Regions from separate parts of the Ovis aries genome. Here region 2 is linked to region 1. Evidence: chromatin contacts called from public Hi-C data. All regions are on one chromosome and are shown on one strand. The core of a region is the stretch at or near the end of the contact, and the rest is flanking DNA. Distances in the headings are between cores, read along the strand shown. Region 1 holds the start of NT5E (5'-nucleotidase ecto). Region 2 has its middle 110 kb from the start of NT5E.

The links. Hi-C and Micro-C count contacts between places; a contact is called where the count stands out from the background.
Region 2: a Hi-C map of liver shows a contact between it and region 1, with 2.3 times the contacts expected there. The contact joins the enhancer-like site here to the promoter of NT5E in region 1. A contact is called at or near these places in 2 of 16 Hi-C or Micro-C datasets (liver and skin fibroblasts).

Annotation. Positions count from the first base shown.
Region 1 is chr8:51,399,648-51,405,410 of ARS-UI_Ramb_v3.0, forward strand. It overlaps NT5E (5'-nucleotidase ecto), which reads right to left and starts at 3,236. Exons shown (of 8, transcript XM_060419587.1): 1 at 2,841-3,236. The coding sequence starts at 3,179. It also overlaps the pseudogene LOC132660244.
Region 2 is chr8:51,508,217-51,513,979 of ARS-UI_Ramb_v3.0, forward strand. No RefSeq gene overlaps it. Among named protein-coding and RNA genes, the nearest start is that of NT5E, 110 kb to the left of the region's middle. Within about 2 kb of position 3,090, at least 4 of the 54 cell types and tissues checked have an H3K27ac peak or open chromatin away from gene starts, as enhancers often do. A contact at or near this core is called in liver, where this site is marked.

The DNA of each region.
Region 1 (5,763 bases), core at 1,986-4,485:
GTCGGAGGAGGGAGGCTCAAGAGGGAGGGGATACACACAGACACACACACACACAGTTATGACTGATTCAAGTTGATATTTGGCAGAGATCACCATAACACTGTAAAGCAACTAGCTACCAATAAGAAAAAAAAGAACCCCTCTAGCTGTTCTCACTGGGGCTTGCAAGTCCAGAGGCTGAGGGAACTCCTGGGGTTAAGTTAACTTCTAGTCACTTCCTCTTTGCCCTCCAAACCCATGCATCCTTAGATGTGGCTCCTCTAACCAGGCCCAGTTTCTAGAGAACTGGGGATATCCTTTCACGACTGTTTTCCACCCTGATCTACATCTCCAGCTTCCTGAGAGTCAAGAGGTGGCAGCAGGTTGGTGGGCTGGAGGTAGATTTTAACAGCAGAACAGCAATAAACTCCCTGAACGGTGTGTAAGCAAAATGACAGTGAAAAGCCACTGGAAAACCAAAACACAGTGAATGTGGCAGAGCTTTATCCCCTACTAAAGCATCACAAGAACTAAGATTTTATGCAGGTCAAACCATGTTTGTCAAACCTGCATGGAGTGAATCTGATGAGATGGTATCAAGAATCTGGCCACCAACCTTACCTTTGGCTTTCCTCCTCTTTCACAACTTGCCAACATTACATAAGTTGCCTAGTTTTCCTCAGGCCCTGGTCCAATTGTTTTGAGTGAAATTTAAAAGACAGTAAATCCATCCAACAATAAGTATTCTAAACATTTCTGATGGTGATGGGCTGTAACTTGTAGCAGATTGCTTCAGCTTCACCCAGCATCTTATCATAAACACTTGATTAACATTGTGAGCTTAATTCATCTGAAAGACGAAAACAGTATCACTTGGGAAAACTGGGAATTATCCACTTTTTTTTTTTTTCCACTGAAAGGAGTCTACACAACTGTGGAAAAAAGAGCGTCATGAAAAGCAAAGTTTAGAAAGTTGTGGTTTGTAGATGAAATCAAAACAAACTCACGTAAGGTTTATTCTTTCTGGGAGGAAATGGCAACTGTGGGCTAGTAACAATTCAGTTTTATAAATATTTATTCTGTCATTACCTAGGACAAAGCATCAGGCAGGTCTAGCTGCTGAGATAAGAACACTAAGAGACCATACACAGAATTCTTGAGACCTGCGAGTCTTTGGCACAGTCCAGATGCTGGCAAGTCCCCCAGATAAATGCTGTGGCTCAGATAAACACAAAGGCTATGGGGCTCATAGCTTTTGAATTGCAGTGGCGCTGAGTGTTCCTGATAACCTTAAAACCAACGATCAGATAGAGAGGACCTCTCTGTCCTTCTTTCATCTCTCTACAATGAGCTTTCCTGGAAAAAAAAAAAAAAGAAGTCTACCCACCCTGTATCTTTCCTGTCCTCCTCTCTCCAAGTTTCCAGGGGGAAAAATACAACACTGTGCTTTGCCTACCTCTCTGTTCCTCTGATACAAAGTGTACCGTTAGCCTGCTGTATCCCAGGCAGGACCACACCTCTCCCCGGCTCCCATATCCACATACCACATCTCCCTGGACCCCTGGCTCTGTTCCTGTTGTAAAACTTCTAGGATTTTTTCCCCCAGTTTCACCACACAGAATCCCTTCACTCTAGGATTTCACACACTGCTAAACTCGGGCGTTAGTTTGACTTACAAAAGTCATACCTATTTATTACTGTGCCACTCCTCTCTGCTCCTTTTCTAGAATTCAGTCCAACAAAATAAGGCATCACCTTTAACAGAGCACTGAGGAGCTGGCACTTGCAGCCTCTCATCTCTTAAGTGGGACTCTTCCTACATCTCTGCTGCCAAACTGGTTTTAATGAAATTCTTTGAAACCCAGTACTTTCAGTATTTTGGCTTCCTAGGGAAGTTTCTTTATTTCTGTTTTTAAACCTCTACAACAGTGTCTGGTAATAATAAGAACTAACATTTAAAGAGGTCATACCATATGCCAGCCAACCCTCTGAAGTGGGCTTCCCTAGTGGCTCAGTGGTAAAAAATCCACCTGCCAATGCAGGAGATGTGGGTTTGATCCCTGGGTGGGGAAGATGCCCTGGAGAATGAAATGGCAACCCACTCCAGTATTCTTGCCTGGGAAATCCCACGGACAGAGGAGCTTGGCAGATGATAATCCATGGGGCTGCAAAACAGTCTGACACAGTTTAGCAACTAAACAACAACTATGTGTCGGCCAACCCTCTGAAAGCAGACAGGATTATTACCCTGTTTTCTAGAGGCAGGAACTAAGGCACAGAGAAAGTCAGCTGCACACAGAAGGTGTCCAGCTGGGATTCTCCCCAAGACTGTGAGCTTAATTATGCTTAAGCTCTGGGGTCAAAGGGATCTGGGATCTATTATTATCCTATCTCGCTCCCTGTCTTGGTGCACATGACCTGGATAATGCACTTAACCTCTTTGTCCCTGAGTTTGTTTCCCTTCCAATTAACTGGAGATAAAGCATTTCTTCGAAAGACCAAGCAGTAAATGAGAGATATGTGAGGGGTCTACCTCGGTCCAGGGCACAGTGTAACTGGGGTCCTGCACATCCCAGCTGAACCTCCTCACTGGCAAGTCCGAGTCCTGCTCCTCTAAATACCCAATTTCTTGGTGGAGGTACAACATCAGTCCATTTAAGACGAATCAGCCAAGGGGCGTCTATGTAAGCATCCACCTGGAAGACTGCCGGGAGTCTCGCTTTCTCTCCACATCGCTCAGCGCCGGGGTCCTAGGCTCGCCACCCACGGCCTCACCATCTGCGGCTCCTTCACCTGGGCATCTCTCTCGCTCGGACACTCCACCCCGGGGGCTCCCCAGCCTGCCGGGCTGGCGGTCTTACCATGGCATCATAGCGCAGGGCGTTCATGAAGTGCGCCACCTCGGTGCCCTTGTACACGGTGAACCAGATGGTGCCCTGGTACTGGTCGCCGGCGTCGAGCAGCAGCACGTGGGGCTCGGCGCGGCGGATCTGGTGCACCTTGGTGGCAAGCCGTGCCACGCCGCCCACGCAGCGGCTGGCGTTGACACACTTGCTCGAGTCCTCGCTCGTCTGCTCCAGGCGGCTGTGTACGTCGTTGGTGTGCAGGATGGTGAGCTCCCAGGCGCGCGCCGCGGGCCACAGCAACGCGCCCAGCGCGAGGAGCCTCAGCGCCGGGGTGCGTGCGGCTCGGGGATCCATGGCTGCGGCTGGTGGCGAGAGCGCGAGCGCCCGTGAGTGCGAGCCAGACGGGCGGTCGAAGGAGGGCGGCGGCGAGTCGAAGGAAGCTTGCGCGGGCCTGCGGGCGGGGCTGGGCCGGGCCGGGGCGGGCTCTCCCGAGGCCGGCCCCACACGGCCAGGCGCACACCCCCGCGGTCACCCCGTCCGACCCTGGCCAGCGGGGCGGCTCGGGCGCGGCTGGCGGCTGGCACTCGCTCCGGGCGGGAACAGTGAGGAGGTTGTTCCCCGCGGGAAGAGGGCACCGGTCACGGTCCCGGCCCGACCAGGGAGCCTGGACCCTAGTGGTCCCACTGTCGGTGACGGGCTGCTCTTTGGGAGGTGCGCGGGAGGACTTGGAGGGCCCACTCCGCTTCCAGCTCTTCGCTGATCTTGCCTCTTTAAATTTTTCTAGAGGGATGCGTTGTTTCTGTGGGTTTGTGGTTGCCAGTTCTCACTTGAAAGAAGGGGAAGAGGGAAGAGAGAGGAGGTGGAAAGGAAAATAGGTGAGAGGAGGGAGCGAGGGCAGCGCTGTGCTTTGGGGGCTGTGGGAGTGGTGACTTAAGAAAAATACACAGCCTGAGAGTTGACTGTTAAGTTTTATTTGGGGCAAAAAAAGGACTGTAGCCTGGGAGATAGCACCTCAAATAGCTCTGAGAAACTGCTCCAAAGAGGTAGGGGGGAAGGAGAATATATATGTGATTTTGGTGAAGGCAGAGTACATGCAATCAAGTCCCTATTTTTTCCAGAAAATTTCTACTGGTCTCAGGAAGCTTTAGTCACAAGAAATAGTCGTCACCATGAAGGACTTCAGCGCTTTTCTAGATGTGAGGAAATAAAAGAATTGGGCTCAAAAAATCAGCTCCTGAAAATATCTATCTGAAGATCTGTCCTTCCAGTCCCCATCTCCCCCTCATCCCCCCACCTCACACCATCCCCCGCTCCCCACAACATCCACCCCCCCACCAGCACAGAGTGCCTCATTTCTGCTCTCACCCTGAACTCCTTTCAGGCGATGCTGAAGGTCAGCAGCTGCAGCAGTACATGATTTAATCCTTGCAGAGGTAGATGGCACGGTTTGTAGTTGACAGGGCTCTCTCATGGGCATAAATCCGACTGTACTTTGGAAGGCATTTCCTGGCCATTTCGTCCCACAGTGCCCTAAAGGCTCATTCCTAGATCTGGCAAAGATTTTGCTGATGGGCCGCTCAATGTGCTGTTACTGGACTAGGTCTATCAACAGTAACCAAAGGGCTCTGGACCACCTACCTCTCTTAATCTGTTATGGTCCAGGAAAAATTCCCTCTTGTTGTATCTTCTCATATCTAGAGTTACACTGTTACAATCATTGATCACATAATATTAGTTGCTCAGTTGTGTCCGACTGTTTGAGACCCCATGTACTGTAGCCTGCCAGGCTCCTATGTCCGTGAAATTCTCCAGGCAAGAATACTGGAGTGGGTTGCCATTTCTTTCTCCAACTGCATACAAAACTATAGATTTGATCAACTTCTTTAAATCGCCTAGTCATGATTATTTTCATTGAAGTTTCTGTCACACATTTGATAATGCAAGAAACAACAATCTTGTAAAACAGGCAAAGTTCAGTAACATAGCTAGCAGTATTATTAAAGTCATAAGTAAGAATTCAGCCGAGAACTTCCATTAAGTGTAGCGCAATATAGCCTCAGGTCGTCTGACTTAGTTTATTCTGCACCAATCTTTATTTTTCAGGGAAATTATATATCCGCACAGTCCATAGGTCCCAGCCCAATTTCCTAGTGTTTCTAGGCTGGTTATCCTTAGTATAATTTAATTGTTCTCAAGATAAAGGAAGGCCTTAAAACTTAAATGATGATAGCCTGGTGTTAATCACATAAATCCATCCCATAATTGTGGGAGGTTTTATTCCTTAATTCCTTGGCTGAATTTTTGCTTGTTGCTCTGACTGAGTTTGAGTAACTTTAGAGGAAAATTCATATTTATGGCCAGAATCAGAGCAATAACTAACTGGCCAGGTGAGAGAATTCTAGTAATATGAAGAATAGCCTGAACAGGACTGAACTTCCTTTCTTCTAAAATAAAGTTCCTTAGGGCCAATTAGAGGCTTGGGATGGAGAAGTCCATCAAAGTAGTCTAGAAGTATAGACACAGATAATTGGCTGCAAACTCAACAATTGGATTGATTTTTAAAATGAGCATAGAATCGTGTCCATGATAGAAAAACATTTGATTTATATGCAGAGGTCTAAGAAGTCAAGAAAATATTATAAATAATTGTATGATCAGGTCCAGCATCTTGGGTAAGCTGTCACTTCTGATGTTATCTTCTTCTTCTCATGGTGGGTGTAGTTTCCTCTGTTTGAGCTTTGTTTTAAGGTGGGTTTGAGGTCAGCATTCCTCTCTATAGACCAGTCTGATGTAGGGGCCTTTAGAAGTGGGAATTAATCCAAGAGTCAGTTTCCCTTCAGATTCACTGTGCATGAGCTAGTTAAGAGCACCTGATAAAAAGTCCTTCCATCCAGTTTGGAAACAATCCTTTATATCTTTTCCAATATACGTGATCCCC
Region 2 (5,763 bases), core at 1,840-4,339, 110 kb after region 1:
CATTCCAGTATTCTTGCCTAGAGAATTCCCATGGACGGAGGAGCCTGGAGGACTACAGTCCATAGGATTGCAAAGAGTCGGACATGACTGAAGTGACTGAGCATGCATGCCTGTATAGCTGATTCACTTTGCTGTAGAGCATAAACACAACATTGTAAAGCAACTATATTAAAAAAAAAAATCCAGGGGTTGGATAATGGACTTTTGGTGTCTATAACTCAGGGACATGGTGCTCACCTGAGGGAAAGGACGCTATACAGGTGTCCAATCAAACAAGCCACCGTGTTAGCAGGTAGCAATTGCATTCACAATGGTAGGGGGATGAAAGCTTAAAAAAGATGATAGCACTTGGCATCTGATGTGCTTTCCTTCTAGTTGAGATACACCTTGGTTTTACTTGGAGGGAAGGGATATGTGTGCAGTAAGAGTGAGGTGAACAAAATTTGGAGTTCTAGCAGCTACTAATAGTGCCAGGAAGTTCTTACAAAATGGTTTCAACCTTATTATTTTTCTTAAAGAGAAAATTATACTCAAGTTTGGTCTTATTAGAGTCAAATTGTATGCTTTCAAGTGTACCTTTCTAGTTACAACAATGTACATTTTTAGCAAACAAGGAGCTTAATGATTCATACTAATAAGGATGTGTCTGAAGATCTGAAAGATTGAATAATTGTTCTCTATAAAAATGCAAATACCCTGTGAGTCTTGCTGTGACCCTCAGGAACTGTGAGTGAATCAAGTAAGCACACAGTTACCGAAGGCTCAGAGCAAAGCCCTCAGAGAATTTAAAATAAAAGTTGAAAATAAGGCTTAACCACCCAGGATGAAATGAAAGACAAATGAAAGCAAAAGCTCTCCATGCCTGCTGATTAGAAACAGAAAGCAAGCAGAACCTGGGTGATTTCGAGGTGAATCATAAAGACCGTGGTTGTTAACAGGAGCCCAGGAGTAGGGAGTAATCTGGAAGTCCTCTCTGCCTTTGACTCTAAGTTCCTTTGACCTCTTTCCATATCTATTAAAACAAGAGCATAGCATATGATCCAACAGTTGTACTCCTTGGTATTTACCCAAATGAGTAGAAAACTTAAGCCTGTGCAAAAACTTATACACTGTACTTCCCTGGTGGCTCAGTGGTAAAGAATCTGCCTGCCAATGCAGGAGACACAGCTTCAGTCCTTGGTCCTGGAAAATCCCACATGACGTGGAGCAACGAAGTCCATGTGCCACAACTATTGAGCCTGTGCTGCTCTAGAACCTGGGAGTTGCAACTACTGAGCCCACGAGCCACAACTACTGAAGCCCGCCGCCCTACAGCCTGTGCTCCACACTGAGAAAAGCCGCCATAATGAGAAGGCCATGCACCGCCACAAGAGAAAAACCTGCGCAGCAGTGAAGACCCAGAACAGACAAAACCAAAACAAACCCTCCCTCCAAAACAAAAACACACTTATACATAGACATTGGTAGCAGCTTTATTCATAATTGCTAAGTCTTGGAAGCAATCAAGATGTCCCTCAGTAGGTGAATAAATAAAAACAAACTGTGGTATACCCAACCAGTGGAATATTATTCACTGATAAAAAGAAATGTGCTATCTGGCCATGGAAAGACATACAGGACCCTTAAATGGATGTTAATAGGTGAAAGAAGCCAATATTAAAAGGCTGTATATGATTCAAAGTATATGGCAATTTTCAAAAAGGCAGAATATAGAGACAGTAAAAAGATTGGTGGCTATCAGAGTTTGAGGGACAAGGATTATTAACTAATAGGCAGAGCACAGGAATTTTAGGGTGGTGAAACTAATTGGAAAATCTGTTGGGCTGACTTCCAGGTTTTCATTTATAAGGTACATATTGAAATCTCTTTGAAAACTCAGCTACAGTGATAGAAGAGCCATGTTACCTGAAACAAGCCATATCTTTAGTCTGCGTTTGATAGTCTTCCAATCAGGCTCTGACGTGGATGGAGAAGATCAATCTGACTAGTCCAGGAGTTCTGGTTTCCTGCATCAGAGCCCATTTCATCTGAGTGAATGCTTTGGGGAGGAGTTCCCCTGCCTCTTTTCTGTTTTTCCCTAGTCTCTTATCATTTTTCCAGGTTTTATACAGATTCTTCAGGCCATTAAGCAAGGTTCAACCTCTTCCTCTTCCAGATTCCGGCAGTACACTTTTATGTTGCCTCCAGCCATTTAAAAGGTAGAGCTAAGTTCTATGAAGATTCCTATGGGAATCCACTCTCATCAGTCAATGACAGTTTGAGACTCGGAGTTTGAGTATCTCTTTACACTGTGGTGTGGACTCTGCCCAAAGTTCTAAGGTCAAAGGGCAGAAATCCCAGAATCCCAGAAATCATGGTACCTAAGGCGTGCGACAATTCATGGGGTCGCAAAGAGTCGGACATGACTGAGTGACTGAACTGAACTGAACTGAAGACTTCATGGCTCTAAACATTTTATGTTACAGATAAGATAAAGAATTTGAAACTTACAGTTGTTAAAATAACACAGATAAGATGTGAAAATGGAAAGCAGTTTCCAAAAATGATACAGTTTTCATTGGCATATTTTTTGTATTAATAGCTCAAAATTAAAACACAGTTGAGTCTCATGGGAAATATCCATAGCCAACAGCTGTTTTCCGGGAAAATTAAGCTTTGGGAATTAGAAAGCTTTGTAATATATTTTCTGGAACTTTAGGAGTCAGATGGAAAACCCTAAAGAAGTCTTGCAGAAGTTGCTAAGTGATTTGTGTTGGTTTATAGGACATGACCCTGGCTTCTCCAGGCTTGAGTCTGGGCAGAATGTTCAAGGAGCGGGTAACAGTCACAGGGGCGTCAGAACTCCCATAAGCCTCAGGTCCTGGGAATCAGGGGCCACATGTGGTCAGTGGCTACCATACTGGATAGTGTAAATAAAGAACATTTTCATTATCATAGAGAGTTTTACTGGATGGCATTGCTTTATAGGAGGGGTTGGCAAATGTTTCCAATAAAAGACCTGGCGGTATATGTATCTTAGGCATTGCAGGTTGAGACCAAATCGAAGCGACTGTGTGTCTCTGTGGCAATGACTCACCTGCTTAGAAGCTGCCGCAGATGCTGTGTAAACAAGTGGGTGTGGCTGTGTTCCATTTAAGACTTACTGCACAGATAGACTCTGGGCCTATTTGCTGAGCCCCAGTTTATGGAGTTGGCTTCTGCAGTACTTGTGGTGTCAGCATAAACCATCGTGATCTGTCTAATGCTTCTGTCTCCACTGGGTGGTCAACAGAACGTACCTTTGACATCATTCCAGCAATTTCACACAAACATTATCTACATGCACTAAAACCAAATGTAAAGAATTAGAGCTTAAAGTTTCTTTTGGGGGAGGGGGATTAAAAATACCCCCGCTTCAGCCCAGTTCTATAATTTTATCAGTGTGTAAATTCTTCATCTCTGGTTCTTTCCTCAAGCCTTAACGTCATCTTCATGATGAACCAAGTGTCCAGTTGAACATGATGAGATCTTACAACTGGCACAAGGGATCATTAGTGTAAATATCACCCGTGACCCGATTTAGACTAATCTGATTTCTTGCGTCTGCTGTACTCTGTGCAGGGCTGCTAACAGACCTCCCAGAGTGCTGAGCTGGGAGTCAGAGAGGGTAAACATTAACTAGCTTTGTGACCTTGGGCAAAAATTCACTTGATCAAGTTTGTGTTTTCTGATTTTTACCTTCTAGCACTTAAAAATCTGTCAGGGCCTCTCCTAACGATCCAGTTGTCCAAAGCCTCCCCCGCATCTGTACTCTTTTTACTAGATGATGTCGCCCTCTTCTGGATGCCTTCTGTATCTGCACCGTGGTTTCTTTCCAGCGCACCCCTTGAAACCCTGTTGCCACTTGCTCAGGCAGAACTCCTTTGTATTCTCGTGTCATGAGCCACAGTATTTCATTCGTGATTAATAAGACATAAGTGAAGAGACAGAATTTAAATAGCCCCTTCACTTTTATATTACTATAATATAAAGCTAAACTATAGTCTAGAATTACAGTTTGCAGAAGACCTTAGACAGCCTTCCAAAAATCACCAACAAATACCATATACTGCTTTCAAAAAAATAATTACAAGGTGAAAACATTTTTTTAAAAAGGCATAAACAGCACATATCAACTTCAGGGAGGAGGTTGCTCCTGGGGAGGGAGAGCAATAAGTGGTATTCTGAAGAGGTGTACGTGCTGTCTCTTCAGTCATGTCCAACTCTGTGCAACCCTATGCACGGTAGCCCACCAGGCTCCTCTGTCCATGGGATTCTCCAGGCAAGAAGACGGGAGTGGGTTGCCATGCCCACTTTCAAGGAATCTTCCCCACCCAGGGATTCAGCCCACATATCCTGTATCTCCTGCGTGAATTCTTTACTCACTGAGCCACTGAGGACTGAAGAGGGGACTTTGTTAAATTTTATTTATTGAATAGAAAGATCTGAGGACAGAATTGAAGGACAATATGACAAAATATTTGGTAGCAGCTGGGATTGGTGAAGGTAGATCTCACAGGATCCTTTTATGTTTTCACACCACTTTTTTTTTCATGTATGTGTGTAAATCTCCTTTTCCTACCCCTGGATAATATTTTGGGCAGATTCCAGAGTTTTTGCTGTCACTTTTAGGCATTAAAAGTTGAATATCAGAAGGGGGGCTCAAGAGGGAGGGGTATATGTTTAGGTATAGGTGATTCGCTTTGTTGTACAGCGGAAGCTTACTCAACATTGTGAAGCAGCTATTGATCTGTTAGTCGCTCAGTCGTGCCCTACTCTTCGCGACCCTGTGGACTGTAGCCTGCCAGTCCCCTCTTTCCATGGGATTCTCCAGGCAAGAATAGTGGAGTGGGTTGCCATTCCCTTCTCCAGGGGATCTTCCCAACCCAGGGATCGAACCCGGGTCTCCTGCATTGCAGGCAGGCTCTTTACAGTCAGATCCATCACTATACTCCAATAATAAAATCAAAAAATTTAATACCTTTAAAAGTTCTCAAAAATCTCAGTCTGACTTAAACAAAAGCTTTGACATGTCCTTCAAGCATCCGCCTGCCATGTCTGGTGCCTGGACCTACAGGCTCAGCATCTCTCTTGCTGTCTCCTGTTCCTTGAGCACAAGGACAGCTGCACACACACATGCATGGACACACTCCTATATACACACATGCCCACACACATGCAAAGAGGAGGCGGGAAGGAGAGGTCAAGAGAGGAAAACTGGATCTGACTCGCGCAGTTTGTGGTGTGTGTGCTGATACCCACTGGTGGAGCAGATGTATATGTGATGTGGGACACATCTGGGCTATTTGGAGTATCCTCCCCATCAGGGAACCTCCCACCACATGCTGTCCTCTGCTCGTCCTTCTTGTAGTTCTCCTGGCCCAGGGCCTTTCTGCTGGGGTCCCACTCTCTTTCATGGGTCCCTTCTGGCCAGGGGAAACACACTGCCTGCTGTCAGCTCCTCTCAACAAGGTTTCCTCCCCTAGCTTGGCCACTAGGTGGCCACTGGGGCAGCACATACTCTTGCCTTAACCTGCTGATGTGTCCCCTAGACTTCTGGGGCTCAGGCAAGCTCTCTGTGCAAGTTGGACCTGCCCACCTTTAGTGTGAATCCCGGGGAAGCTCAGTCCTCTGACGTCTCTCTGGCCAGAGCTCTTCTCTGCCGATCTTAGGGACCTTTAGCTCTTCCTTTCATAGCCTAGAGGTTGACGGACTTAAATGGCAGAACATATTTTGGGATGCCCT